2 separate regions of the Mus musculus genome follow, and region 1 is linked to region 2. A link is a contact called in public promoter capture Hi-C data. All regions are on one chromosome and are shown on one strand. The core of a region is the stretch at or near the end of the contact, and the rest is flanking DNA. Distances in the headings are between cores, read along the strand shown.

Region 1 (3,144 bases), core at 408-2,907, 120 kb before region 2:
ACTAGACAGAGAAATCCTGTGTCAAAAAAAAAAAAAAAAAAAAAAAAAAAAAGAAAAAAAAAGAAAAAAAAGTGCTACTTTAAGCTTAAGACAGCTTTGAAGGGAGGCTCTATAGCCAAGGAATTCGGGAAGCTTCTAAAAGCTAAAGAGGTAAAGGGAAGACACTCCACACTAGCACAGACCTGTTGACCTTTCAAGCTAGCCTAGTGAGGTCCTGTTTGGACTTCTGAGTTCCAGAACTGTAAGATTCCAAATCTGTGTTGTTTTGAGTCACTGATTGGTTGGAATTTATGATAGTGACCACTAACAAACTCCAACACTCCCTAAAAGAAAATGGTGGTGCTTTTTCCAGAAGGAAGGGGGTGCTGGGTGGGGAAATGCCAGAGTCTGTAAACTAGACTCTGGGCATCTTGTTAGGTATTTGCTGTGGGGAGAAGAAATCTGCGTTCAGTCTCATCTATAGTCCTGTGTATCGGGTCCTCAGGGCTCACTGTGCCCTTCAGCAAGAGCAGAAAAGCCTGCATGTACTGCCCAGCCCGGACACCTGCTTCCTTCCCTCACTGCTGTTCACCACCAACAAGTTACTCAATCTTCGTAGGCTTCGGGAAGATGATGATACTCATCAGATGGGTTTTATGAAGATTAAAGATGAATACATTAAAAAAAAAAAACTTGGCCGCACTGCTGGCACATAGGGTACACTTAAGCTACTAAGTAATTCTTGGGACATTAGGTAATATAGTATAATTCTGCCTTGGTGCCAGACTGCTTGGGTATGAAAGTTACCTTTGCCACTTGGAATGTCTGTGTGAGCAAGTGATTAATGATCTCTTAGGCCAGTTTCATTCTTATGCGAAACGCAAATGCTACGGGTATTACCTCATCGAGAGGTGAGGAGGAGTGGGGTCAGCATGTTTAACTCAGCAGCTACTGTTTGATGTATATGATCCATGCCATCCCCACCATCAGCTGTCCACCTTTGTCCAAGGTTGCCCTCCCTCCCTCCCTCTGGATGGTTGATACGTAAGCAAAGCATCCCAGGAGGGTGGCATCTCACAGGATCACCAAGACCTTCTCATGTGGGAGGAACCATGGTTGCCACACCGTAGGGGAGCAATATTATCTTTCTTCCAATCAGGAAGCAAGACACGGCAGTCCTCTGGCAAGCTGCGTACTTAGCACACGAGAAACGAGGGCAGTAGGAAATTCAGTGTCCAACGCACACCTCACTCTGTGGGACAGGGATCCCTACAGACTGCAGGGTCTTGCTTTCCTCTCCCCTGCAGTCTGCAGGAGTGTAGGGTTGACCTGTTGTTGTTTTCACACTTGATAACAAGGTGAGAGAACATTAGGTTAAGGAGCCTGGGGTTTTCCTGTTGAGAGTAATCCTTTCAGCAATACCAAGAACTCTCACTTGAGAGATAACAACAGGACCTATGACAGGCCATCTGTAAACAATCGTTTGATGGCGATAGCTGATTTAATCAGAACGTTCTGCTTCTCCCCCACGTGAACCCGCACAGAGAGCGCGCCAATCCAGCTGCAAGAAAATATTTGTTTAACTTTGCCACATTTATTTACTCGTTGGGACTGTTTAACTTGATTGGACGGAGCAGTTGGAAAGAGCGAAAATACCCCAGGCCTTCTATGTCTCTGATAACCTGGCGACATCTGCCTCTCAGCCTGTTTGTGTTGTGTTTCTCAAGTCCTTTGCCCTCATCCTCCTAGTCAGAGATTTGGCCTCTTTCTGCACCAGGCTTTGGGGACAGGAGGGTAGAATCTGTCCCTGCCTAGCCTTGCAAATGATTTTAAAATATGATGCTTACCCTACAAAGTCTATTGAGAGATGTGTCTGTGCAAGGCATTGTCTGTGAAGTGCTATGTATCATAGGAAAACATGGGTTAAGTCATAGGAAATCCCCAGTGTCATTAAGACCCACACTAGACGCACAAATACTTACAGGGCACATAGAAACTCCAGGAGGTCTGTAGCTAGGCTCTCAGGAAGGTTTTGAAGAGGTGTTATATTGAGGACAGGCTCCAGGGTGGGGGTGGGGTTTAAAGTCTGTGAGTGAGCTTTGGCAAGATGGCTCCGTAGGTAAAAGTGCTTCTGCTAAGACTGATGACTGAGTTGGATCCCGGAATCCATGTGGTGGAAGGAGAGCACTAACTTGTCCTCTGGCCCCCACATGGGCACCAGGGTACTTGAGTGTACAGCCCATGTCCCCTACAGAAAGAAAGTCAATGTAATTTAAAAAAAAAAAAAACTATTTAAGGTGAGAGCAGAGGAAGAGCTCAATGAAGAGGTGGCTGTAGCTGCAGCTGGTTTTTCTGAGTTGGGGAGGATTAAAAATATAGACAGCCCTTCAGCTCACATCAGCTGATTCAACCAACCGAAGCTTAAAAGCACTCAGAACCAAACTGCCCCTGCGCAGAACACATCACACACTTTTACAAATAATTGTTTTTAAAGGTTTTGTTTTTGTTTTTACAAGTATGTGTTAGGACCTAGGTAAACTATTAAGGCCTAAATGAAATAATAAGGCCTGGGTAAGTGTTAAGGCCTAGGTGACTGATACCTGAATAACCTGCCATTGTAAGGAAACTTTCCCACATGTTTCTGCTGTTACTAGGAAACTCTAATGCCAAGATGGTCTTCACACTCTGTTATGTACTGTGCTCTTGAAAACCAATCACGACAGAAGTCAGTAGAACTGTTTTGTATAGTTACCTACAAATAAGCTTGGACCCGACCAACCACCCAGGAGCCCTTCCTGCACCTATGTATAAGCTGCCCCTGGGAAGGACCCCAACATAAGAGAGACACCTGTACCAGAAGAAGAAACGTTTTGGAATAAGACTTCCATTTTGAGTAGTGGTCTAAGTTCCCAAGTTTAAGTTCCCAAGACCTCCCTGGGAACTGACATCCTATTTGGCAGAAAGAGATGTGTACATGGGTAACTGACATCCTGGTTGGCAAGTTCAGACATGAATGTTAGACAAGTTCCATCCTGACAGACAAGTTAGAACATGAATATTAGACAAGGCAAGTCCCCTGCCACAGTTGAATATCCCAGTCAGTGGGAGCGGGATTAATGCACAACTAAGACATGTTCCTAAGGAAACCCCTATCCCTAAATGCTG
Region 2 (3,241 bases), core at 184-2,683:
TAGCTCAAGCTTGTGCAAGGAGGTGACAGTTGGGTGATTCACTAGCAATATTTTGACTGCCATTAGAAGAATAGAGTCAATCATACATGGTTGTGTGGTGTACTGGAAAGAGCAGGAGATCAGAGGGACTTGGTTAGAATTTAGGTTTTACTCTGTATTGGCTGTGAGATTTTGGATGATACAATTGACTTTCCTGCTTCTCTAGACTGCAATGATTTGAAATGCTAAAAAGAATTCCTACCACTTACATAAAAACACTGTCAGTAAGACAGCTAGTGCCTGCATAGAAACCCTGGAGTATATTAGCATTGTAAGTTTGCACATACAGTTGAAAGGTGTTGAGGAAGGAGATTTATAAGTGTCTACTGATATGTTTATAGATATTTTATTTTCAACTGGAGGTACTGGTAGAAATATTCTTTTTCTATTGTCAAAAAATTTTTTTAGCACACACATCCTTTTTGTTACATGTCACCCAACTAATTAATGAGTTTATTAATTGTTTTATTTTATGAAGTAATTTGTGCATGTAGGTGTATATTACTGGGAGTTGAACTCAGGGCTTAACTGCTAGATTAACTTTTGACTAGCTTATTATAGTCAGGCTCTCATGGAGTTTTTTCTGTTAAGATTCAACAATTCATTTACTCTTTCACTTAGATAACGTAGATCACCTGTTCTCAACCTGTGGCTCTGTAACAACCCTTTCACAGTGGCAGTGTAAGACTTATCAGAAAACACAGATGTTTACACTAGGATTTATAACATAGCAAAATTAGTTATGAAGTAGCAACAAAAATAATTTTATGGTTGGGGGACACCATATTACAAGGTCAAAGCATTAGGAAGATTGAGAACTACTGCCTTAGAGTTTTTAAACCACTCTCTCTCTTTTTTAATGTAGGAGAGTGTGCCTCTTTTCCCACAGCAAACATGGCGGAACAAACTTCAACCTGACGTCTTGCGCCCTCAACAAAGATGGCTACAGCACTTCCTGCTCTTGCCTTTAACAAAGATGGTCGCAATACTTCCTGTCTAGGACTTTTGCCCTCAACAAAGATGGTCTTTATGGTACAGGTTCCCTAGCAGTCTGGATTCCGGTTGTAGTTTTAGTTATTCTTTTTTTTTTTTTTTTTAAACGGTACGTGGTCGCAGACGTAAGTAAGATGACTCCATCTTCTCTCGCTGTCCCCGCGCCGTGGCGACATCGCCCCTGCGCGGCTCTCCCGGGGGCTGGACCGGGGTTCGGGTGGCGGTGCCGGGGGTCGGTTTCCTCCGAGAGGACAGTCTGCGGCTTCATTTACCGTGAAAATCGTCGGTAGCTCTAACTGTGCCACAACCACGGCTTTCAGCTGCCGAGACAGGGAACTTTTTACAAGTTCCAAATGGAAACACGCTGCCAAAACAAAACAAAACAAAACGGTCACCCACGCCCTCCTCACCTGCCACCTCCCGATTTGGCGGAAGATCGCGAGCAAGGCTGGGATCCGACGTCCCGCTTGTGTGGGCTGAGGGTGGCAGAAGCCCCGCCCGCCACCCTTGCTCCCCTTGCCTTCATTGCCACCGCAAGCCACCCCGCAGCACACTAGCGACCTGAGCTCATTCAGTGTCCCATGCATGCGTGCTCACGGCCCTACTGCGACCCACATTCCGAATTCTTGTGAGGCTTATCGGTAAAGGCACACAAACACTCATTTTCTTGAGGGTGCTTGTCCTTTCTTTGAATGCTCTATAAACTTCTTTCCTCCGGACTGTCTTCTATTGCTGGTCAGGGTCTATAAATAAATGTCCCTGGTGCTTTTTAGCAGTTTCTAAAGCGTGGGTGCTGGACTAACTCTGGCAAAGCAATATTGAAATCCACTATTTTCTAGCATTTAATTTTATATAATAATATAAATAGATTAATAAATCTGTAATCCTTAGGGATTGCATTTTAAGTAAGGGATCAGATCTGTTTTCTGTTGGCTCTCTTACTGCACAAGGAATTGAAATAGGGCCCCATTATCGTGAGAAGCAGAGGTAGAAACATCCATAATGAGTGTCGTTCATTATGCCGGGAAGTGTTTGAAATATCCGTGGTTTGGCTTAACAGCCGCTTAGGAAACACCGTGGCTCAGCAGCCTCTTAAGATATAAAGACCTGACTGATTTTTGAGGTGCTCATTAATGAGTTTGCAGCAATACACTGACTTTGGGGGGGGGGGTGTCCATCAGCATTCCTGAAACCTAGGTGCTCATTTTGGCTCTTTCCAGGAAGAAATGGAAGCCAGAGACAAGCAGGTACTCCGCTCCCTGCGTCTGGAGCTGGGTGCCGAGGTACTGGTGGAAGGACTGGTTCTTCAGTACCTTTACCAGGAAGGAATTTTGACAGAAAACCACATTCAAGAAATCAAAGCTCAAACCACAGGCCTCCGGAAGACAATGCTGTTGCTGGACATCCTGCCTTCCAGGGGCCCCAAAGCTTTTGACACCTTCCTCGATTCCCTCCAGGAATTTCCCTGGGTAAGAGAGAAGCTGGAGAAGGCGAGAGAGGAAGTCACAGCCGAGCTGCCTACAGGTAGGCCCCAAAGAGATCCCCTCAAAACAGCTCTGGAAGTGTTGCAACCATGCCCAGTGGATTGGAATTTGGTCTTTTAGGAGGGACCAGGGCCACGAGCATGGGCAACGGTTTGGATGCAGAGGGCATGGCGTCGGAGGGTCAAGACGAGGAGGCGGTGTTAGGAAACTCGAGGAAGGAAGGGAACATGAACCCTGAGGCTGAGGGGTTAAGGAGGGAACTGAGAGTACAATTTAGACATGCTTCCAGGGGAACTTGGCAAGTCACATGGGAGGCTTGTTCTCATCGGAGAGCCAGGTCAATCTGAGCCCTTTGGCAACAGGAACCGTTTGGAAAGCGCAGATGGGAATGCAGGCTTTGGCCTACTGATAACTGATTTGTGGGGTGCCAAGCTGCCAGCTGGAGGAGGTCAGATCATGGGAGACAGCCTCTAGGAAGGCATGTCCTGCACCTGTCCCCACAGCCAGCCTCCAAGGCCAAGGGGATTATTTTGAAGCCTGCCTTTAGTTTGTTTTTAAAGGCTGTTGGTGTAAAGTGGCCCTTTAAAATTCAGCTCTGTGCAGACACCTGGGGAATTTTATTTTGCAAGGGCAGTAATTTGGGGGTGCGAGGGGGGGGCGGATCTTATTTTGATTTTTTTCCAGGAAAAAAAATCCCTGGAAGCAGTGATCTGAAAAGAAACAGC

The links. Promoter capture Hi-C pulls out the DNA fragments that hold promoters and counts their contacts.
Region 1: a promoter capture Hi-C map of liver shows a contact between it and region 2. The contact joins the enhancer-like site here to the promoter of Cradd in region 2. A contact is called at or near these places in 12 of 39 promoter capture datasets (cranial neural crest, embryonic stem cells, epiblast stem cells and 6 more), 10 of 484 Hi-C or Micro-C datasets (the C2C12 cell line, LSK cells, brain and 4 more), 4 of 115 datasets of contacts at active chromatin or transcription factors (the SCID.adh cell line, embryonic stem cells and liver) and 3 of 9 other capture datasets (adipose tissue, liver and pancreatic islet).

Annotation. Positions count from the first base shown.
Region 1 is chr10:95,437,539-95,440,682 of GRCm38.p6, reverse strand. No RefSeq gene overlaps it. Among named protein-coding and RNA genes, the nearest start is that of 5730420D15Rik, 22 kb to the right of the region's middle. Within about 2 kb of position 1,657, at least 22 of the 459 cell types and tissues checked have an H3K27ac peak or open chromatin away from gene starts, as enhancers often do. A contact at or near this core is called in the C2C12 cell line, the SCID.adh cell line, epiblast stem cells and 2 more, where this site is marked.
Region 2 is chr10:95,321,901-95,325,141 of GRCm38.p6, reverse strand. Cradd (CASP2 and RIPK1 domain containing adaptor with death domain) reads left to right here and starts at 1,433. Exons shown (of 3, transcript NM_001330138.1): 1 at 1,433-1,673; 2 at 2,253-2,556. The coding sequence starts at 2,259.